Regions from separate parts of the Mus musculus genome. Here all the other regions are linked to region 2. The links are chromatin contacts, called in public Hi-C, HiChIP or PLAC-seq and promoter capture Hi-C maps. All regions are on one chromosome and are shown on one strand. Each heading gives the region's core, a stretch centred on a gene start, on an enhancer-like site or on the middle of the called end of the contact. The rest is flanking DNA. Distances are from core to core; before and after follow the strand shown. Region 1 overlaps Trio (triple functional domain (PTPRF interacting)). Region 2 has its middle 45 kb from the start of Dnah5. Region 3 overlaps Trio (triple functional domain (PTPRF interacting)). Region 4 overlaps Trio (triple functional domain (PTPRF interacting)). Region 5 overlaps Trio (triple functional domain (PTPRF interacting)).

Evidence for each region. Hi-C and Micro-C count contacts between places; a contact is called where the count stands out from the background. HiChIP or PLAC-seq counts read pairs in DNA pulled down with a chosen protein or histone mark. Capture Hi-C pulls out chosen DNA fragments and counts their contacts.
Region 1: a contact with region 2 is called in a Hi-C map of nephron progenitors, with 4 times the contacts expected there. The contact joins two enhancer-like sites. A contact is called at or near these places in 1 of 484 Hi-C or Micro-C datasets (nephron progenitors) and 2 of 115 datasets of contacts at active chromatin or transcription factors (embryonic basal ganglia and embryonic limb bud).
Region 3: an H3K27ac HiChIP or PLAC-seq map of epiblast stem cells shows a contact between it and region 2. The contact joins two enhancer-like sites. A contact is called at or near these places in 4 of 484 Hi-C or Micro-C datasets (bone marrow-derived macrophages, embryonic fibroblasts, nephron progenitors and 1 more), 11 of 115 datasets of contacts at active chromatin or transcription factors (bone marrow-derived macrophages, cardiomyocytes, embryonic basal ganglia and 6 more) and 1 of 9 other capture datasets (embryonic stem cells).
Region 4: a contact with region 2 is called in an H3K4me3 HiChIP or PLAC-seq map of bone marrow-derived macrophages, with 9 times the contacts expected there. The contact joins two enhancer-like sites. A contact is called at or near these places in 8 of 484 Hi-C or Micro-C datasets (bone marrow-derived macrophages, brown adipocytes, cortical neurons and 3 more), 1 of 115 datasets of contacts at active chromatin or transcription factors (bone marrow-derived macrophages) and 3 of 9 other capture datasets (adipose tissue, embryonic stem cells and liver).
Region 5: a contact with region 2 is called in a promoter capture Hi-C map of pancreatic islet. The contact joins two enhancer-like sites. A contact is called at or near these places in 1 of 115 datasets of contacts at active chromatin or transcription factors (bone marrow-derived macrophages) and 2 of 9 other capture datasets (adipose tissue and pancreatic islet).

The regions. Positions count from the first base shown.
Region 1 is chr15:27,782,039-27,786,462 of GRCm38.p6, forward strand. All of the region lies in intron 34 of Trio (triple functional domain (PTPRF interacting)), which reads right to left. Among named protein-coding and RNA genes, the nearest start is that of Otulinl, 100 kb to the left of the region's middle. Within about 2 kb of position 1,768, at least 256 of the 459 cell types and tissues checked have an H3K27ac peak or open chromatin away from gene starts, as enhancers often do. A contact at or near this core is called in embryonic limb bud and nephron progenitors, where this site is marked.
Region 2 is chr15:28,155,885-28,160,683 of GRCm38.p6, forward strand. It overlaps a transcript of Dnah5 not described here. Among named protein-coding and RNA genes, the nearest start is that of Dnah5, 45 kb to the right of the region's middle. Within about 2 kb of position 3,512, at least 278 of the 459 cell types and tissues checked have an H3K27ac peak or open chromatin away from gene starts, as enhancers often do. A contact at or near this core is called in bone marrow-derived macrophages, embryonic limb bud, epiblast stem cells and 3 more, where this site is marked.
Region 3 is chr15:27,883,310-27,887,556 of GRCm38.p6, forward strand. The region is part of intron 9 of Trio (triple functional domain (PTPRF interacting)); the gene reads right to left. Among named protein-coding and RNA genes, the nearest start is that of Gm29975, 110 kb to the right of the region's middle. Within about 2 kb of position 1,517, at least 100 of the 459 cell types and tissues checked have an H3K27ac peak or open chromatin away from gene starts, as enhancers often do. A contact at or near this core is called in bone marrow-derived macrophages, epiblast stem cells and trophoblast stem cells, where this site is marked.
Region 4 is chr15:27,854,552-27,859,202 of GRCm38.p6, forward strand. It overlaps Trio (triple functional domain (PTPRF interacting)), which reads right to left. Exons shown (of 57, transcript NM_001081302.1): 12 at 1,514-1,683; 13 at 330-504. Among named protein-coding and RNA genes, the nearest start is that of Gm29975, 140 kb to the right of the region's middle. Within about 2 kb of position 2,065, at least 65 of the 459 cell types and tissues checked have an H3K27ac peak or open chromatin away from gene starts, as enhancers often do. A contact at or near this core is called in bone marrow-derived macrophages, where this site is marked.
Region 5 is chr15:27,835,510-27,839,707 of GRCm38.p6, forward strand. Trio (triple functional domain (PTPRF interacting)) reads right to left here. Exons shown (of 57, transcript NM_001081302.1): 21 at 3,272-3,394. Among named protein-coding and RNA genes, the nearest start is that of Otulinl, 160 kb to the left of the region's middle. Within about 2 kb of position 1,807, at least 2 of the 459 cell types and tissues checked have an H3K27ac peak or open chromatin away from gene starts, as enhancers often do. A contact at or near this core is called in pancreatic islet, where this site is marked.

The DNA of each region.
Region 1 (4,424 bases), core at 518-3,017, 380 kb before region 2:
GATAAGGAAGCTCTTTATGTTATGAAGTAACAGTGTCTTGATTCTTAATTTATGCTTGTGACTCCATCTCCCAACTACTGCAGTGTTTATTGTTGCCTGAACAGAGGCAGGACTCAGCATTCATGGAAACACACAGTTAATTTGGGGGCTGACAGTCACATGGTGCCCACATACCATTCTGGTTTCATAGCCCCTAATGCTGTAAGGACCCATGATAGTTGTGATCATAATGTCCTTGAAATAAAACCCCAAAGCGAGAGGCATGGACACATTTAACCAGGGACACTTCCCACAGCGAACATTTATACTTCTGTTTACTGTCTTCTTTCTTGTTAAAAAACAAACAAACAAACAACAACAAAAAAAACAAACAAAAAAAAACCCGAGGTCACCTGGCTTGCCTTGCTAAAGGGGGAAATCTGCATATGTGGGGGGAATTTAGATGCGTTTAAAAGCTAAAACCCTCCTTCATGTGGAACAAGGGACACACAAAGTCCGCCCCATACAGCGTGGTTAAAAGGGACATTCTGCAGTTAAGCCACGTGGTTTGGTTGGAATGGTGATAAGACTACACTTCGTTCATACATAAATGTATTATTATTCTTTCAAAATTAAAACCAGATTCAGAATGTTAGCAGTGAAGTGTTTTACTGCCTCAGAAATGCCCGGGTTGTGTTAGTATGCACATAATCGAGCCAGCTATGAACCGTGCAAACTTATAAATGTTGTCACAGAGCCCATACCAATGTGCTCGTTTGTATGCAGCGCTACAGGGCAGTGGGGAGGCCCTGGAATGTTCTGCAGAGAGCTTGCCAAGTATTATCACTCTCCACATCCTCCACGGGGTGGGTTAACTCCGGCTCCAGTCTCAAGGGATGCGATATTAGCTTGGAAGAGTTATAGCTGTGGAGGGAGGAAGCAGATGACTGACTCTCCCAAACCACAGAGCCAATATCCAGCACATTATATGGCGAGGTTCCTGGTTTAGTTTAAAAAAAAAAAAAAAAGAAAAGAAAAGAAACAAAAGAGTCCTAATCCAGTAAGAATTCTTCCTAAATTGCATTTTAGTAACACAACAAAATCAAAATGGTGCTGAACTAAAGCAAAGAGCATTTGAACAAACATACATACCACTACTGCCCACAGGCTCTGGGAGGAAAAGCCAGCACGCCTGTGGGCATGCACACACCACAGTCCACCCAGAGCACACTCAGGGCCACGCAGGTCCCAGCCAGCTTTACGTCATCTTGCTTTCCACCTCTTTCCTAGGCCAAAATGGCATACTTCTGCTTTGGTCATTACTTAGGAACTTTTAAGTACCGTTAGTTCCCCTATTTCTCGCGGGGGTCGGGGGTGGAGGGGACGGTCACACACTGAAACAGCAGCAGCACAAACCAAAGAATGAAAAGAACAGGCTGGGGTGCCTTTCTTTGAAGCAGCTGAAAACTCTCTGTCCCATTTCTGGAGCCTCAGGGAACAGGCAGGAGGCTTTCTAAGAACGCGCTGTTATAAGAATCTCCCGTGGTCAACAGAGTCCTCCTGTAAGAACTCCTCCCTGAGCTATCCAAGCTACTTAGTGCTCACTGGTGAGAGGGAAGGAGAGGGGCCTGGAGTTACTCCAGGACGAAACAAAGCAGCCGTGGAGACAAAGGGAATGAGAAAGACGGCCTCTGCTAGGAACACCAATTAAAGCAGGATCCTGTCCTTGGCTTTAATCAGTGCCCCTGTGATAAGGCGGCACTGCCACCTCCAGGGAGCAAGCAGCCACAGGAAGCAATCAAGCAGCCTTTGCGTAGGGCTGGGGACGGAACAGGATGAGGACAGCCACTGTGCTGTGTTCCTTTTTAGATGAAGAGAGAGACGAAAGGAGAAACATTCAATTGTCAGCTCCCATGTTACCACAAGCACAACATATCCCTCTTCTCTGTGCCAGTTTGAGAGAGGACTTTGGTGCCACTGGGCCCCGCCAGCTTAAGGAGACAGAAGAGAAAAGGAAGTGGCCTTAGAACTCCACCGAGTTGCGCGTCCCAGCTAACAGTTGTGAGTTCTTACTTTCACTACAGGAGTAGAGTTGACTACAAGGTGGCACGCAGAGGCGTTTTCAGCTGTGCTTCTGAGAATAAAAGGTGTCAATGAGGAAGACATGGACTTGCACACAGGATGCCTAGAGGAACACACATCCAGTCACTCAGGGCTCGATGTGAGGATGCTCAGCTGCTTCTATTCCCTGGGGGTTTTCCGGTTGTTATAGTTGGGCATCCTGAGCCAATCCTTCACATTCGCATGGTCTTAGGAGAGAACTGCAAGAAATTAACCGGAGCCTCCGGGCTGTGGCTGCCCAGTCCCCACCCCCATGCCTGCGGGCAGGAAGAGGAAATAGGGGCTCCCTGGACAGATTCCAGAGCTCATTGCTCCAAGCTCCCCGTGTTTATGGACTTGCTCACTCACCCCAGAGGCCAACCCCGAGCACCTGGAGGAAATTCTTCAGAATGAAAAGCCATAAATCTGTGTTCTCCTTACAAAGATAGACCAAAGAGAGATTGCAGCTCACCAGCAAGATGTCTGGAAAAGTCAATTCGGGGTGGCTAGGGCTCCCTGCAAGGAGAGTCCCATGGCTGATTACTAATATCTCAGGACTCTACATGTGCTGTAAAATCAGCTGTAACCTTAAATGTAATTTCACAGCATTTCTTTCCTGGATGTATTTTCCATCAAGCATGGAAAACCTTTTCCCACAAAAGTGAGAGAACAAAATAGTTTTATAAATGTATTTCGCTTAAAAAAATCAATAAACAAATTTCAATGAGAATTCTGAAGTGCTGGTGGGTGTATGGGAGGAGGGGGGAGGTGCCATGAACCACAGACCATGCTCTCACAAGGACATATATCCAAGGTCATGCGTAGAGTGAGGAGAGACAGAACACTGGTTCTGTTTTCCACAGAACTGGTCCCTGGGGCACTCATGCACGCACATGCACCATGCTGTAAACTTTGAATGAGTTGGTGGTATGTAAGTGGGAGAAAATTGGAGAGAGACTTTAGACTGCTCAATCGTTAATGTGAAACAGCCAGTCTGCATGGCTGAAACAATCCTCCGGCGACACTTTGGTATTTGTTTATTCACACTGAGCTGAATATCCTGTGTTTCCATCCTTTAGAACAGGTTCGAAAAGATTTGAAACCAAATTCAGTGCTTACTGTGTGGATCTGTTCACTGTTAGGAAGGACTCTTCCACAGTTTGATGCAGACTAAGAGATATGCAGAGTGCTGGGCTGGGTCCCAAAGGGAGTAGCTAACTCAGAACGAGCCTGAGCCGCCTCAACAGCCACCATCTTATTGATACAAGACTTGCTGGAGTTACCAAGGGTTTATTTAAGACAGTGTATAGGAAAACCCCAGCACAGCGGAGTGGAAGTGAGGCAGGAAGTCCCTCCCCTTGCCAGGAAACTCTTCACGGTTCATAGCTACAGGAAAGTCTGTTTTCTTCAGTGGTGTGATACTGGGCATATCAATCACACAGACATGGGTTTTTGTTTTTGAGAGAAAGAACATGAAGCTGGGTGGGTATGGAGATCTGGGAGGAGCTGGGGGAGGGAGAGAAATATGACCAACATAATGTCGTATGAAATTCTCAAAGGAAAAAGTAAACATTAAGAAAAAAACAGCAATAGAAGCTAAGTAGCCCAGGCTGGCACGGAACCAGAGTCCTGTCTCAGCCTCACTTGACCTCTCCTTATTGCATTCCCTGATAACTGTTTACATTCTCCTGCTAGAGCTGTGTAAGGTTCCACACTGCAGCAGCAGCAGTGAGATCCGCCCCTGTGGACAGGAGCCAAGCCCAACCGATCGGCTCCCTGTAGCACCGTGCTATCCCATTCACTTTCCTCAAAGCGCAATGCCCAGATATTTGCCCGTGTATAAAATGGTACTCTTGACAGGCATAAAAAAAATCTGCTTTAAAATGTATTTCCTGGCTAGGAGTCCGAATCCATTTTTCTGCTCAAGCCTGATGGATACTTGATCTCCTGTAATCAATGCAGAGGAAGAACCAGTGGATATTAAAATATCATCCTGATATCATGCTGGGAAAGGCATCTGGAGTTCCTGTCCTGAGTGATGTGGGAGGGACAAACTGGACTTCCATCGTTTTTTATCCACCCTTTAACGTGAAATAGTATTTTATTTTCTTTCAGAATCTACGTCAACTTAGTGCTGACTTTGAGACTATCTCTTAAAACTTCTTAGTAATTTAACAATTATCAAAATAATAATGTGTGCAGGGAATAATAGCACAATCACCCTTCATTATGAAGTAAGAAGTCTAGTAATTTCCTGTAGTAAGAATTCTTAAAGGACTAAATATTCTAGGACTCAAAGGTCCCTCTATAGGAAGAGGCTGCTCTGCCTCAAGATCCAAGTCTTG
Region 2 (4,799 bases), core at 2,262-4,761:
GCATCTAGATAAATTGTATGAGACTCCAAGGAAGATTGCATATGTGTGTATTTATAGTATATATGTTTCATTTAACCATAACATCTGCAGCTACATTACTATAAAAATCTATGTTAATCCATAAAATATGTGGTTTGTTATGGTTTAATAAATGTGAATGCATGCTTAATGAAGAATGGTATATATCTAAGTTCACCTACTTGGGCATTTTCTTCTCTGTAAAATTCTTGATTTATTTTAGTTGACACAATTGTCCATATTTGTCAGGCACAAATGTAAGGTAAGTACTTTACCCCTGAGTCACGGTCCCAGACTAACAGAAAGCATTGTAATAGTAGCTATTGTGGAGTGGCTAAATGAAGCTAAGTGAAGGACACATTTTCTCAGATGAGTATCTTTTCTTGGTTAAGAGAACACAAAGTCTGTTCCTATCAGGTTTCCTGAATACAATGCATTGTTACAAACTCAAGTCATCAACTTGCAGAATAGATGTCTTAACCTTACTATTACATTTAATTGGAATTTTCTACCCTTCCTTTGACCTCTCTCCAAACTCTTGTGAGTTGCTGCCTCCAGAGGATTCTACCCATTCAACATTTTAGATTCTGCCCGAGAAATGTCGCAGAATTTCTCTGTAAATATTTAATACCTTGTTTAAAAGCTGCTGTTTTGTATTGTGAGCATCTCATTATGGGAAGCATGTTAATATTGTTATTGTATAATTTATATATCATAAATACCTAGCATTTATAATAAGTCTATTTCAGCAAAAGTGAATGCTTGGTTCATTATAATTTTTTCAGTGACCCTCTGATTTTCATCAAAATCTGTCAAAGCAAATAGAGACCCTGAAGTGGCAAATGAGGCAAACCCTGGAAACCACAAATGACTCGACTTAAATTTACATGCTGTGAGACCACAAATGCTTTCCAAGTGTTATCTTGTAAGGATGTGTGGCACACACTCCTGTTAGCTTCATCCTGAACTCTTCTGCACTGACAATTGCTTGCTTCAAAATTTCGCTGCTACATCCTTTGCCTCTAATTTTCTCTTGGTGTGAATCTGTGAAGCTAGAGGAGTTAAAATGATCAGGTGTGCTGTTTTAGGTTTGGGTGGTGCTGGGATCTGATCAAGGCCCTTGCACATTCTAGGACTCTTCCAGCCGAGCTACGTTGTCAACCCTTGGGTTTTGTTGCTTCTGGTTTTGGTTTTGTTCTTTGGAGGTGTGTCTTACTGTGTAACCCAGGTTACCCTCAGACTCTTTTTCGTCCTGTCTCAACCTTCAGACAAGAACCTCCATGCACCGCAAATGTTTCTTGTTCAACAGCATAACAAAAAAGCTAACTTGATATGTGTCTTTTTACCTATCAAGTTTGTAAGCCCTCCAGCTTCCAAAACATTGTTGAAAACTATGTTTATGGGCTGCTAAGAAGGCTCTGGGGTGAAGGCACTTAGCACCATGCTTGAAGACCTGAGTTCAAGTTTTCAGGACTCACATGGTGGAAGAAGAGAACCAATTTCTCAAAGTTCTCCTCTGACCTCCACATATGCACTTTGACATGTGTGCACATGCATTCACGGAATAGACAAAAACAAACAAAGAGATGTAATAAAAAGTTAAACTGTATCTTTACAAATTAATGGTGAAAAAATAGGTTTTTAAAGGGATATATTTCTATGAGTACATACAGAATGCAAAAGTAAAAGCATACAACAAAGTACTGCTATCATTTCTAGCTAGTAACTTTAAACAGGATTTTATTTTTTCTTTATTTAAAAACTTCCTTTAATTGCCAGCTGAAGTGGCTCATACCTTTAATCCCTGAAATCAGGAGGCAGAGACAGGTGGAGCTCTTTGAGTTTGAAGCCTTCTTGGTTTACATAGTGAGTTCTAGGACAGCCAGGGCTATGTAGAGAAACCCTGCCTTTTTTCCCCCTGTAATAAATTCATGTATATACAGTTTTGTATCTAGAAAAGGTACATAGGATAATGTTTTTAGGTTGATTGAATATACCAATAATATTTCTACACTGAAGAAAACATATCTGTGATCTCGGTGTTTAGGAAGGAGGCAAGCCGGGCGGTGGTGGCGCACGCCTTTAATCCCAGCACTTGGGAAGCAGAGGCAGGTGGATTTCTGAGTTCGAGGCCAGCCTGGTCTACAAAGTGAGTTCCAGGACAGCCAGGGCTACACAGAGAAACCCTGTCTCAAAAAAACCCAAAAAACAAACAAACAAACAAAGGAAAGGAGGCAAAAGGGGTTTAAGTTTTCAGCCAGCTCGGGCTACATCAGGAATCTTTGTCTTAAAAAACAAAAACAAATAAGAAACATAATATCCCTTCTAGAAATTTACATCCTATGGGAGTATCCTGTGGTAATTACATGATGGATCATATCTTTGTAAATACTTTCTATAATTCTTTGTCTCCCCAGCCAAGCAAGCAGCTTCTAGTTTATGTAAGTCATTGGTGGGAAAGGTTTGCAGGTCAGCGAGAAGAACGGAGAGAGAAACAGAAGCAGGACTCAGTTGTTTTGTGGTAACACCACACAACATCATTCCCTCAGTGCTACTCCGTGTTAGCATTGACCCTAAGCCAAGGTTGACAGGGACAAGATTTTTGGCAGCTCTGGAGAATTATCATCAATACTGCAAAAGGTGTGTTTCTGTGGTTATAGACACTGAAGTAAAAATATAATGCATACGGTGTCATGTTGCTGAAAACTGACCTCATAGAACTTAACCTTCCCTAGGGAGGGCAGAACTCCCGTCTCCCTCATGTCTGGGTAATGGGACTCATGAAGCTGGTCTCAGAATCAGAGAGAAGATCCTGCAAACATAGCTATTTCTAAGAACCGCATCTTTCTTGGCTGCTTTAAGACTCCAGGCGGAAGCTCACCTGTTACATTTTCCCATTTTGTCATGCTTAGCTCTTTCCTGGCTCGGGGCCACCGGGGAGTGTATTTATACCTCTATGCTGTTTGCATTTGGCTTTGTCTTGTGGCCTTCAACAAACAGGTTAAAAAAAAAAAAAAGAGTGGAACGGCTCTAGGTTACTTTATTTAGGAATGAAAGCCAGCGGCTGAACTCGAGCGTAAATCATCTGCCAAGGATATTTTTATCTCCCGGATTGCTTCATCTCCAGGGAACCAGCCTGGAGAGCTGGGTGGCTCCCTTTGTCTGCTCCATCCAGGGCAAGCCCGTCCCCCCAGCCCCGCCCCACCTGTGCTCGGAAGGCCGAGGAGCTGGCTGGCTGGGTGTTTTTCTTTTGCTTTCACTTCTCTCTAGAGAAAATACTTAGAAAGTGAGGCTGGAAGTATTAACTACACTTGAGCAGTTCGGTTCAATTCAGCAAACACTTGTGAAGTGCCGACTGTGTTTAAAGTACAACGGCTCATTCTGCGGAAGAGTCCTTCTCTCCTTCAGTGTCTTAGTAATCTCCCCATTCCTGTCGTCTCCCTTTCTCTTTTTTTCCTCTCCCTCCCTCCATTTTCCCCGCCCTCCCTCGCTCCCTCCTACTCCTCCCACTTCTTTCTGTCCCTTCCCCTCCTTTCAGTCCCTTCCTTTCCCTGCCCTCTCTCCTCTACCCTCTGTCCCCTTCCTTCTCTCCCTCTCTCCCTCTCTTCTCCCTCCTTCACTCTGTCCTTTCCTTCCCATTTTGCTTTTGTCATTTTATTTTTCCTCTTTCCCTTTCTCTCTCCTTCCTCCATTTCTTTGCCTCTTTCCTCTTTTCCTTCATATAGATTGCCTTCTCTCTCTCTCTCTCTCTCTCTCTCTCTCTCTCTCTCTCTCTCTCTGTGTGTGTGTGTGTGTGTACAGCAAGTAGGATTACTTTGCATGCGCATGTTTGCACAGCCAGAGACTGTCTCTTTGTGGTGTTTCTGTAGTTTTAATTTGCATGTGAGTATTGGCCATAGTCTGTCTTTCTGTCTCTTTCTCTCTCTCCCTGTCTCTTCTTCTCTCCCTCCCAGCCCCCTGTGTGTGCACACGCATAGATTTACTTTGCATGTTTGTATATTGGCCAGAGCCTGCCCTCCCCCACCTCTTTCTCTATGGAAGTTTACTTTGTGTGTATGTGTACTGGCTGTGTGTGTGTGTGTGTATGTGTGTGTGCACATACATGCGTGTGCATGCACACAAGTGTGTGTGTGCAGATTTACTTTGCATGTTTGTATATTGGCCAGAGCCTGCCCTCCCCCACCTCTTTCTCTATGGAAGTTTACTTTGTGTGTATGTGTACTGGCTGTGTGTGTGTGTGTATGTGTGTGTGTGCAGATTTACTTTGCATGCACATGCATTGGCTGCCATGGAGGGAGGTCTTTCTTCTATCAGTCTCTAACTTATATTTTGTGACTGGGTTTCTCAAGGAGCGGTGGTTCAGGTCGGCCAGCGGGTCTGAGAGCCTCCAGGCTCTTGCTGCCTCTTCCTGCTGCTGCTGGGTTTGGGTTTATGGGTGTGAGCCTCTGCACTTCAGCTTTCCATGGGTACTGAGGTCTGAATTCACATCCCTAGCTTGTGCAGCCAGCCCTTTCCCCGTTGACTCACGCCTGCAGCCTGCCCACATTCTTATAAGCCCTTGTCCCAAGTTTCTATCATAACTCTAGTGCTCCTCAGATGCTTGCTCTGAAATGAATGGCATTTTACTTCATTTTTCTTTTAAACAAATAACAAGCAGTTATGGAGCCTGATTGCTGTTTATGACTGACTTACAGTGAGACCGTCTTCAGGAGATGGGATACTGGTGTGGTATTTGTTAAACTCCATGTGATACATCTGCCCAGAGTTAGTACTCTACATTG
Region 3 (4,247 bases), core at 267-2,766, 270 kb before region 2:
AAGCAATGTCTCAACCTCGAACCATTTAACGACTGTCTCCGTGAGCATGACCAACTCCACACAGAACTGGGGAGTCCACCAGGGAACCCTGAAGCTTCAGGGCAGCAGTCAAGATAGACAGAAGTTCACTGACAAGTTCATTGGGCGTGGCACATTTCAATATGTGAGATTTTTATTTGTAAGTTCTTTATAATAAAGTTTTAACAAACAAACAAAAGAAGTATTTTAAAGTTGAAAAGGATTTTGCCGGGCAAACCTAACATCTAAGCTCCAACCTATCGCCTACCTGTAAGAGCTTCTGGAAGGGATAGAGGGGGGAAGACTTTCAAGAAACAAAAACAAAACAAAACCCTACAACTCTTTGTGGTATATTCTTTATATTCCTTAACTTAAAAACAACAACAAACCAAAACCAAATCAACCAACCAAACAAACAAACAAAAACCCAGGGCAGTGCAAAGTCAAACGCTTGGCAATTCCTCTCAACTTCCAGAGACTTGAAGCAAGGCACTGCTTCGCAGTGTTGGAGATAAACATTTGCTGGATAGGTAGAGGGAGCAAATCCCCACAGCTGAATCTTTTTTTTAACCCTGAGAGAAGTACTTCAGGGACTATAGCTTGGAAATACAATCTATCTGTGTGGCTCAGCCATTTTCCCCTTAGCACTGGCTCTTCCCACCAGGAATGTAAAATTACTGCTGACACTGTGTTTCCAGCAAACACAAAAGCGCCTGAAGTGATGTGCACGTACCCAGCGCTTTATTAAGATAAGAGCAGATGGTTATGGAATCCTGCTGAAGTTCCCAAGCCTCCCACAAGGCTACTGTCTCTTTAGAAAGCCTGGGTAAAATTTCCTTCTTGGCAAGGAGACTGTGGATTAATATATTTGTGAAAGTCACAGCATCTTAAAGACATGTGCACAAACCCTTCATTTAAATATAAGAAGATTAGCAAGTCACTGGATTTTTATCACCCTAGTCCAGCCGCCATCTCTGATCACACTTGTAGCCAATGGTTGTCAATTCTGTGTCATAAAAAAAATAAAATAAAAATCCCAGCCCCATAAATAGGGCAGGATGGGTCTGCCCTCCCCCTTAAGCTGAAGAACAAGTCAAAAGTTAATCTTTTTCCTCCCTACATGGCTCAGAAGCAGAGCAAAGAATCTAGGAGGCTAATACCACCTTCCTCTCTATGCAGAAGGCAGGGTGCCAGCATCTTTCCTGTTCATCAGCGCCCTCTAGTGGACAGCTCCAAGGTCAAGGCACTGAAAAGAGTGCAGCACTTACATGCTTCAGCTAAATGTGCAGAAAACTGCTGACGGTTTGACCTGACTCCCCCTTTCGTAAAGAAAAGGAAATCACTGAATAATGACAAACCTGACCATGATGATGGCACAGTGGGCTTACATGAACTAACAGTCATCTTGCCACCTGAGCACCTGCTGCCGAGACAGGCCTGCACTGTGCGTACAGGAAGCCTCTGGCTCCCCAAGGAACCACAGAAGGGCCATCATCACTCTCAGTCTGCAGGGGCAGTAGGAGTCTTGGTTATTCTGCAGAGGAGCCAATGTGTAGGGTAGGGAGGCAGCCTCCCAGTGTTTTCTTAAGCTTCTGTTATTGCCTCTTCTGGGTTGGCACAGCTGACGGGCAGGTGCTGCTACTGCGGGAAGGAGAAAAGCTCTCCAGCATCGGAACACGACTGGGAAGAAGTGGTTCCGCAGAGTACAGACTCAAACTGGGCGAGGGCCAGTTAGCGAGTGCTCGGGACAAGCCCCGGCACGTTCTCCTGCGCAGGGGTAGGGTTCTAGCCATCTTAAAACCACACCCAGCCTGTAAAACAGTGTTCTGTAAGAGGGTCCTACTCCCTAATTAATGTGCCAGACTTTGGGGACTCGTCTCTCTGTGACTATTAGTACAAGAACTTGTGACAGAGTGTAATCTTCACTTAGCCCTTCAGTGTGTGCCTGGAAACACTGTATTTGATTATCGGACGTGTCCAGGTTTCGCCGCAAGTCCACAGATCACAAGGCTTTCTAAGGTCTGAAGACGCCATGGCTCTAAATCTGTACCCACTCCCTGGGGTGCAGTATGCACAGACTTTCACTATTCTCCCTTTCGAGCTAAAAACAAGGCTCCCGGAAGTCAACTCAAGAGTAACGCTTGACATGCAGGGCTTGACCTAGTATATGGTCTTAGGGGTCAGCACATTAGGCGAGAGGGTGGAAAGTCCGGCTGGAAGCCGTGGCAATATCTTGTATAAACTGCATTTTCATCTCTAATAATGCTGCTTGTACAAACTAGACAAGAAATCTGACATTGCCAGAGGAAGAGTATACAAACCACAGTACTTAAGGTAACCCGGAGAACATCCAGATAAAACACAAAAAGACGTGTCCACTTCAACGTGTGTGTGTGTGTGTGTGTGTGTGTGTGTAATGTGTGTGGGCGTGCCTGTGGGGGGGGGAGGCTTGCCTGTGTGTGCCTCTGTGTGTGTGTGCCTCTGCCTCTGTGTATGTGTGTGTGTGCCTCTGTCTCTGTGTGTGTGTGTATGTGTGTGTGTGTGTGTGTGTGTATGTGTGTGTGTGCCTCTGTCTCTCTGTGTGTGTGCCTGTGTGTGTGTGTGTGTGTGTGTGTGTGTGTGTGTTGTTGAGGAAAGAGCCCAAGACTCCAGCAACTGTTAAAAGACAGTGCATAGTGCACAATGGTATGTTTTTACCATGCAGTCCAAATTATCCTAGGACTCACTGTGGACCTGCAGGTTTGCCTTCAACTGGAGATGACACTCAGCCTCAGCAGGCCAAGCTAATAGTGTTTTCTGCCCTATCAATGGAACCTCCTTCAAGGTCACATGTTATAGACATTATAAAGACAGTATGTCATTTTACCGTAACTGTGCAAGGCCTTGTGGTCTCGGGGGAGCTGGATCATACAGATCATAGAAGGCTAACTAAAGTGGGATTCCATCTACACACCTATGGGGAAGCTGTCATCTGTGGCGTGGTGAGAATGTCTGATGACATGGTTTCCTTTGGGGTCACCCATGCTCTTTAAATAGCACAATAAACTTGCCTGCTCGCCAAGGTAGACTTTGGTGTAGTCATATTTTTGGTGATCTTTCTCGACAGGAGCCTGTATCTGTTTATATCTCCCTAGAAAAAGGACTCACACAACAAATACAGTACCTCTGTACCCCCAGTGGGAGGAAGACATACAGGTGAGAAGATTCTAGAATGACCCAGGTCTGCTCAGTCACTTAAGAAAGGTCTCCTCACTGTTTTTCTTCTCACAGGGTTTCACTAATGCTGCCTAGGCTGGCCTTTGTCTCCCAGGCTCGAGTGACCCGCTTGCCCCAGACTCTTGAGTAGCTGGGACCATTGGCACACACCACTGCGCTTGACTGCCTGGGAAAGCATGTTTTGTAATACAGCATCTACGTGGAAGGAATGCTTCCAGGAGGTAATTCCGGAACGATGCTCACCCATGAGGTCCCGGGAGCAAAAGGAGGCTTTAGAGGGAGTGGTCTCCCTGCCTGATGAGCATCTGATGGCCTGGCTGGTCTCAGGAAAGTAGACTGCCAGGCCATGTTCCTTGTCGTGTTGGGTAACAGAATCCCAGCACTCTAAGAGCTGGGCAAGCTGAACAGGCGGGGCAGAAAAACAAGTCTGAGCGCACGCTGCTTTGGATGCCTTCCCTGACAGTGAATGACCCTACCTGAACAAGTGTGGGGCAGGAAGCACCACTGCCAAACTCAAATGCAGGCTTAAGTGAAAACAGACTGAAAGTCACAGTTATTCCCCGTTTAATGCAAACAAGCGTTCCATGAGGGGCCCTCAGCAGGAAATAGGAAATGGAAATGCATCGCATCACGTGATTGTCAGGAAATGTGGCAAAGGTCTCATTCAAGCTTACAGTGGCAAAGATAAGAGCAGCTAGCAGCCAACACTTGTGAGCTGGTGCTGCACCTGCACCAACAAGCCCCAGTCGCCAAACCCCTGCCCTCTGACTGGGTCTGTGGCTCTGACCAGCTCCCCCTGACCACACCGCTTACTAGCATCCCAAACTGCTTCTGTACAAAGATAATGAGAAATTAACCACTTGACCAAACCTCCCATCCATTCCCCTCGCACAGTCCTTGGGCAACAGTCTGGTCAATGTTCTGGTAAGAATTCTCCTCTAGGAGGGCTGCTGGCAGGAAGCAGAAAGATCTGCATTTCTTTTTCCTGGAAAATCCTTGCTGATGCTTTTTAT
Region 4 (4,651 bases), core at 815-3,314, 300 kb before region 2:
TCAGGGAGGCCCCTTCTTCATCCCTGCACCGTGGCCTCACACCCTTCTGTCTTGTTACCTGCTGCTTCCTTTTGCCCAAGAGCTTCGCTTGCCCCTGGTACTCCATACACTCTGTCCTTGCTGCCTGCACTGTCCCCCTGGTCTTCTCCCTGGCCCCCTGCAGTCTCCCACCCAGAGTGCAGAGCTGACCACCGGGCCTCCCCAATGGCCAAGGAAGTGTCTGTTCTTCCTTGTGTCTCACCCCTCTCCTTGCTTGGTAGAGGCGCAGGAGTGGAGGACACAGGAAGGCATCCAGGGACAGGGCTCCAGGGCAGGGGCTGGCCACTTACATCGATGGCATCCCGCTCGAAGATGCGCAGCTGCAGGAAGAGCTCCAGCTTGATCTTGCGCTCCTGGAAGAGCTCCTCCATCTGGGACTGAGCCTCGTCCAGCTGCTGTAGCACCGTCTCGATGTGGTTGATGGAACTGTTGTGCGGAGTTTTGTTACTGGAGATGGCGGAGTCCCTGTGCGGGTGAAGAAGGAGACGGGACTTCAATGAGACAAACAGGAATTGAATAAGAAAGTCTCACATTGTTAGACACCAGATCCGGCAACGCAAATCTTCAGGGGAAGAAGGCTGGCAGGAAGCTGGACTTTGTCTCAGAAAAGGGAAGACGCTGTCCTCTAGCAAAACACCGCCAGCCCCTTCCTCTGGGCGGCTTGTCCCACCATGCCTGAGGCTGCAGAGCCACGGCTGTGTTCCTCCCAGCTGAGCTCTGCATGGCTCTCTCACAGAAATCAACTATCACAGAAAACCACCTTAATAGAGAGAACAGCTGGTGCCCAGTCACTGCAGTGGTCCTCCTCCTCCTCCTCCCTCCTCCTCTTCCTCCTCCTCCTCCTCCTCCTCCTCCTCCTCCTCCTCCTCCTCCTCCTCCCCGGGAGGTTAACTTCTAATCAATCAATGAAACCCTGACTAAGTAACATCTCCCTCTCTTAGGGAAGGGGAAAAATCATGTAACACTACTGAGTCAGTGACTCTTCTTCAGCTGATGTGTGAGTTCGGAGCAGGGGGCTACCCTTAAGTGTGTGTCTGCCCCCCCAGTGCCCCCACCCTGTGACTCAATAAAAGGAATTTTCAAATCTGCCTCCAAAGGAAACAAAGGCAAGCTGGCCCTGCCTCCTGCCCAGAGGAACGGAAGGATGTCACCTCCAGGCAGGTTGAGGGGACCAGAGGACGTGATCTTAGAAGAGATTCAACCTCATCCTTTTTAAGGAAGTCTTAGTAAGGTGATGCTGAAGTAATGCTAACAGAGTCAAATTCCCACAGTTGTTAGTGTTAAGACAGACAATTACGCAGCTGAAAAACTAACGGGGTTTGGGGGTGGGGATGAGGAGAAAACTCTCCCTGGCCTTCTGGAGAGGACACTGGAACTATTTGTTCAAGGACTGATAAAGGCAGGAACCTGCTGTGCAGCTCTGGATCTGCGAGGGACCAGGTGGGGGTGGGGGTGGAGGGGGGTTGAGGCCCACCTCAGCTGCTGGATGAGGTCTTCTCCTTCCTTGATCACGTTGACAGTCACCTGCAGGGTGGTCTGCTGCTGCTGGCCGAATCGCTTGATGAGGTCCTGCACGGCCTCCACCGACTCGGCGTACACGTCGTCCAGCAGTTCCTTCTGTAACTCCTCCAGCCATGTCCAGAGCTGCAGACAGACAGACGGCAGAGGGCACTGTGAGTGAGGGCTGCAGACACCAGGCCACTCACATGGGGAAGAGGATGGTGGCGGGCTGCTCCCCGAGAGAGGGAAGGAAGAAAGAAAGGAAGGAAGGAAGAAGGGGGAGGGAAAAGGAGAGAGAGCGTCCTGAAGAGTCCAGCAACTAGTGGGACACATGCAGAGAGAGCGCAACATGCCACTGCAGTGTGGGGCAAAAATAAACCGGCAGCGTGGCGGAAGAGGCTGTCACCGGGGAGAAAAAGGAAAGGGAAGAGAAGGCACGCTGCCCTTCTGCAGAGGCCCAGTCTGAGCACCGTGGAAACACCGAGTCACTCGGACAACAGGAACATCCGTCATCGAGCACAGAGGCGCTTGCTCAGAGACCTGACTCCTGCTTTGGTCTCAGCAGAGGTACGACACTTCACTATTAAGCCACCAGTCAGACACTGGTGCTTCAGGTCCCTCGAAGCAGAGCAGAGAACACCAGGTTAAACTATTCCCCACCACAGCTGCGTGATGGAGAGGACCGTACCCAGGACCAGCTGCCTGTCACGCAGCGTGTTCATCCTACTATGGGAAGACAGTGTGATCACAGTGGGTCTTGGCTCCTCCCATCTAGGATTTGGAACCTGAATTCTATGTCTATATTTTCCAAAACAGAAGAGCTTAAAACATCAACTCTGTGCCTGCTCATTGGATGGCAAGTACCACATATATAAAATATGTTCTTCCTGTTACAATAGATGTTTTGAATCTGGTAGGCCATTTTAAATAAGAAAAGTGCTGATAAAGTTTTTATTTCTCAGCCAAGTTACCCATGGTGCTACAGGTTAATTTTACTAAAGATATTAAATATCTGTTAACTGTTCTTGCACTGTCTGTCTTTGTGTACACTGTCAAGTTTCATAACACGAGAACTTTACTTATACAGTCTTAAATAAAGGCTGCTTGACTCATCCTGTAGATCAAGGGGAAAGGACCCCGGGTGAAGGAAGCTGGTAACCCTTCCTGAGGCCTACACCATCCTCGGAGGTTTACTGCCAGTAAGGATCTCACCTGTGCTTTCCTTTGTTTCTGCATTCACTCCCTGCGTGCCAGCACAGTGGCTGCACTTACAAATGATAAAAAGGACAAGAGCTTCACGATCCTGAAGATCTGCCAGCTGGCTCTGAGACTCTCTGTGGAAACCACACTTAGCTGCCATAGGTTGTACTGCGCTGTAATTCTAGATATCACTGTACAGCGCTCTATGGGGGTTGCAACCGCACCAGAGTGGAGCTGGACAGCAGTACCACGGTGGTACCACCTGAATCACACATTAGCACTCCAGTGCACAGTAGTACCACAGTGGTACTGTTTAGCCTTAAGGTTTGGAGTAAGGCTGGAGAAACTCTTTAGCAAAGCATAACTGTGGGCCACACACATCAGCTAAATTCTCTATGATGCAGCTTGGTAGGACAGGATCTAAGAAATCTCCATGCTCATGGAGGAATTACCAAGACAACAAGTGAAGGAAGATGCAGTGGAACATCTGTGCAGACAGGTGTGCTCCACAAGCTAAGCACTCTGTAATTAACACAGGATGGATTCAACTTAACGCAATAGACGACAGGAGTCTTCTCAAAGAAACAGAAAGCAAATGCTGCTCCAAGCAATAACCAACCCCTTAGCAAAGTGGACTGCACTGTTCCCCTGATGAGTCCAAGCGTTTAGCCTGCTGTGATGACCAAGTCAGTGGACTTTCCTAAGCTAACAGCTGCCTTCCACCAGACCAGTGGCACTGCGAGGGTGGTTGGCTAACCAAACACAGAACTCACCCACTGGGTTCCAATGACAGATACACTTGATCATGGCACTACCAGAGCCCTCTGCCCTCCCAAGATAGGTATTTATTAACAATGTGTTTCTTTGCATCTGTACTGATTCTGTTCAAAAGCAATGGAAAGAAGAATCCTTGACTTCCTGTCTCCTAAAATCTCAGCAGTCTCCTGCTTGAGCTCATGAGCTTTGCTCAAGCTGTCCCAGGAAGGCTGTGCACAAGTGAATGGAACAGCCCAGCACGCTGCCACGCCTGCTCCTTTACCTTGCTCAGGGTTCCTCCTGCACACAGGTGTTGATCCCGGCCGGGGCACCTGGTCTGGTCTGGGGAGGGGCTGACAGCTCTCCTCTGACCTTCACTGTAGTGGACTCTAGAAGCTGACTGTGGACTGAGGAGGGAGTGGGGTGCTAATGAGGGGGGGAGCCTCTGCCACATTCCTCTAGTCTGGACAAGTGCTACTGAAAGTAAGTTACAAAGCACTTAGACAATCTTTATGCATTGATAAAGAGCTAATCAAAGACAGCCTCTGGGCTGGCCCTGAGGTGCAGCACACAGGTATGCGTACAGGCAACAGCACGGGGACAGAGGAATAAATGTTCCTGCCACATGTGACTGTGGTCGTCTGTGTCTATGACAGCCTGCCTGAGGTCAAAACAGATGAGACCTTGCTGGGCAGAAGTGCTGGCCTTTCCTTACCTGGTCTATCACTCAGTTTCACCTACAGGTCATGGGCTAATGTGAATGGCAAGTTAGGGCTGCCTAAAAGAGTCGGTGAGAGTATATATAAAAAGAGGATAAATCAATCAGTCACTATTGCTGCCTTTCTTTTAAGAAAATCTCATGATAAGACAATTCATAAAGTTTTACATCTTTTATGAGTACCTTTCAAAACGTATCTAGGCTCCTCAATTATCCTAAACTAGTCACTTAGTCTGGCAGACTTAGCATTTAAGCCCTCTTACCCTAAAATAGCGTAAGATGCTATAGGTCAAGGAAAGGGTGTAAGGGGAATCTGAATTCTAGGGGAAGTGCCAGGAATATTTAGGGGTCAAGTTTTGCCCTTCCACACAGCAGAGCGCTCTCTCTCTCTCTCTCTCTCTCTCTCTCTCTCTCACACACACACACACACACACACAC
Region 5 (4,198 bases), core at 557-3,056, 320 kb before region 2:
TACAGGCTGGTGTTAGTTTCAGTAACTAGTTAAAATAGGGAAGATTTACTAAGTGTAAAGGCTGGTAAGACAAGACAGTGAGACTTCATCGCACAAGTTCATTTACACAAAAGGCGACGCCAGTGAGAGCCAAAGGCTTCTCAGAGCAGGGCCCCTTTCCCACCCTTCCTGTCCCCACTTCCTTGTTCCCATCGAACATGCACATTAGATACATTTTATGCATTTACCAGCACTGCTGTTTCTCTGACCAGTATATGCTAGTCACCAGCCCAGCATGCAGACGTCAATCAGTAGAGACAGACAGAGCAAACAGATGATGAGATGAAAACAAGGTGCGATCCACCTGTCCCTCAATAGTTCCTGTCTCGGAATATTTAATTATAATTGCCATTTAAAAATACATCAATACATCCAGGAGATTCAAAATTCCAACAGTAAAATGGATATAAAATGGGAAGTCACCATTTGTTCTCAGACCTCCTGTGTGGGCATCAAGGATTGGGAGACAATGACAGTGAAGTGAATTTCCCTAGTGGCTTTCCCTGGGTGCTGAGAACCATGAAGGATGCATAGCCTGTGCACACACATGCTACGTCACAGAGTGTGTGAACACAGAGCCCAGCATCCAGCACCAGGGACGTCACTAAAGGAGACCCAGGGAGGCATCTGGAGATGACTGCAAGGCTCTAAGTGGTTTAGCAACGAGTTGGACTGCAAATTTCAATGTGTGCAAAGACTGCATGTCAGCCTGTTCTGAAGTCCCCATAGACCTCATCCCTGCAGAGCCCAGTCACTGGCATGACACAGAAATCCACCCAACATGAAACCCAGGAGCTGGATATAGACAGGACAAAGGGACTGAGTCAAGAAGTCTTAGTAAGTAAGTCTAAGTAATTAAGATGTGTACATTCTTCTTGGCTTTAATTTGAATTTGTGTAACAAATTGAAAGACTATCCTGCTAGAGCTAAGGTTTTGCTACAGGCTGTGAGAAACAGGAATTCTTAGGAGACACTGATCAGCTCAAGCAAGGGCAAACCCCATGCCACCCTGACAGAGCAAGTAGAATCTCCACCAGCCAAGGAGCTCGTGACGCAGACAGCCCACACCAATGACAACACACAGCTAAGACAGCAAGGGGCACTCTTTCCAAACCTCTGACTTCCTCCTGACATAACTAATCCATATATTTAACAAAAGTAATAGTCCTATAGAGTTGGGAAACAGCATAGTCAGATGCTAACCTACATAGATCTTACAAAAACATACGAGTAAAGATATGCATACTACTGTCTTATACTTCCAAAACCTACACCCAAATTCAGTAGGAAGAACCATTTAGGACTAATGGTTAAAGTCCCTATATGCATTCCCTGGTAAACAAGGTGGGCCCGTCACTCAACTTGACAGCAGAGCTGTGAACAGGCTACAGAGACAAGAGCATGGTAGTGGACCACAACCGTGGTGGAAAACTGGCCTTTGATCCCAATGCAACATCAGGCACTTCCTTAACATGCAATGTACGGGTCATCGGAGGAACAAATATAGAACTGTAACACTCACAGTAGAGATGATTTCTTAGCTGTACTAACAAATTAAAGTTATATGGCTGAATGCACAGTATGCAAAGAGGGGAAAGCCATGGTCCTCACCTTAGATGCAGGACCAGTCAGCTCTCTGGATGTTCCTGGTATCTCTAGGAGGGGTCACCTCCACCTTGCCTAAGCCCCACCCCCACAGTGTTCAGTACACGGGGAACAGCTCTCTGTAGCCGCAGTGAATGGTGCACTCGACCAGGGCTTCCTAGGGCCCAGCACACTCACAAGCTGCTGGGAAACGGAGGAGAGGCCAGGGAGGACCGGAAGGGGAGCCAGAAATGTTACAGAAGCAAAATCACAAACAGGTGCAATACAAAGTAGCTACTGTGACTCCAGTTGGTTGAAAATTCCTCTTTATGCTTTCAAACCTGGTTAAGGGCCACACAAGATAGTTGTTCTAGATGGTTGCTGTTGTTTTTTTTTTTTTAATTGGGGTGGGGGTACAGGGTCTCTTTGTATTCCTGCTGGCCTGGAACTTACAATATAGATCCTCAAAGTCACAGAGATCCTTTAGTCTCTGCCTTTCAGGTTCTGGGATTAAAGGTGTGCCACCCCCTTATAATTATTCTTGTTCCTTTATAGGAGCATTTATTTTTTTCTTTTTGTTTTAACAAAAAAAATATATTATTCAGGTTGGTCAATTTTTGGCTCAGATCTGAAGTAATTCTCAGCATCTTCTAAAAACTCAAGTCTGCCATTAAAAATATACTTTTGAAAATATTTCAGAGTGTTTGCGTGCGTGCACGTGTGTGTGTGCATGTGGGCTCGCAGACACACACATACACACACCAAAAAACAAAACCAAGCAAACACTGGAAATCCAGCAAGGCGGCTCAGTGAGCGAGGCAGGTGTTGCTAAGCCTGGAAATCTGAGTTTGATCCCAGGATTCACTCGGTCAAAGAAGAGAATCAATTCCCCCAAGGGGTCCCCACCTCCACATGGATGCTACAGCATGTATAGCCCAGCAGAAATAACTGTAATTTAAAAACAAACTCCAAAGAAAGAAAGAAACAAACAAAACCAGAGCAGCAGTCACAGAGAAGTGACCGCATTTTAAGCCATTCAAAACCATCTGAGAGAAGGACCTGAAGCCAGGCCCTGGGATGCGTGCTTTTCTGACGACTTGTGTCAGATGCAAAGACATAGTACTTCTGGAAGACGCATCCACTTCTCTTTTCAAGAGAAAAGTAGAGATGGATGCCTCCAGCATCACAAACGCATGAACAAGCAGGAATCAGTTCTGACAGAAGTAAACACAGACCATGCTGGGACTGGACAGTGGTGAACGGTGTTGCCATGACGCTCTCCGGGAACCGGTCATAGGGAAGGGCAAGACACAGAATACAGAACAATACACATCCTCATGTTTCAGAGAAACAGCAAGCCTTGATACAAATAACTCAGAAAGAAAATGAGAGAAGCAACACTAAGGGCAAAGGCAGAGGCCAGGAGAGCTGGAGGCTATCACAGAGATCAGACGAGCCCAAGCAGGTAAACAAAGCGAGGCAGATAAAGACCCCGTCTGGGAAGAACCACACCACCTATGCCGATGCTCCATACATGGTAGCCATGCCTCTGACAAGCACCCCCTTCCCCTGGAGTGTATGCTCGAGGTCATTCTGGGATAGCCCAAGCAGATGTTCAGAGCAGAAGCCCATTCCCTTGCAGACTTACCTTGGCAGTTATCTGAAACTCCTCGTGTTCTTTCAACAGCTCCTGTGTGTGCTGAATGCTGGACCCTGTTGAGGTATGTGTGGAAAGGTAGAACTCCCCATTGTCGTGGATCCACTCTAATGCCTAGAGGAGAGCAATGCAAAATGGTCACGGGCTAAATATTTAAGGGAAGCAGACATTTCTGCACGCCCCGCTCATGGAAGCCACAGTCAGCATGCACATCAAAGAGTAGCTCCTCGGGCAGACACACTTCTGAAAGGAGCATCCTGGCAGGGGGGAAATAATCCTGCCACTGGTGTAGCAATGACCAGTGGTTCAAGGGTTTCTTATGACTACGAACCTACAGGTCTAACAACAGCACAGTCGAAGAACTCATATCCAGTGTCACAGAGGTGGGCAAAGGATAGTCTGAAACTGAGTTGCTGAAAGTCTAGATAAACCGGGGACCAAAGTCCCCACTGGGCAGATGCCAGAAGATGTCACCTTTCTTGCCTAGTGACAATGCCTGAGGTTCAGGTGCCAAGAACTAAAATGAAATCAGACTAATTTAAACGCACGCTTCTACCTAGGCTATGGGGAGGAAAATCAGCATTTAAAAAGCATGGGCATGCCTATGTGCCCTTGAATCTTAAGCCACCGTCCTAACATGTTGATACTGGAATATCCACTTCGCTGTTTCTTTAAGATACACTATTGCATCTGTGGCAGAGCTTGTGTGTGTGCGCGCGCGTGCTTGCGTGCGCGTGATGGTCAGAGGTCAATTCAAGCTATCATCTCTTAGGAGCCATCCATCCATCCTTTTCTTTGAGACAGTCCTCTCAGGCTTGGAACTAAGCAAGCAGGCTATGCTCCTGGCAGCTAAGCCTTAGAGATCTGCCTGTCTCTGCTTCCCTCGGGACTGTGATTTTAAGTGTACACTACCACAGC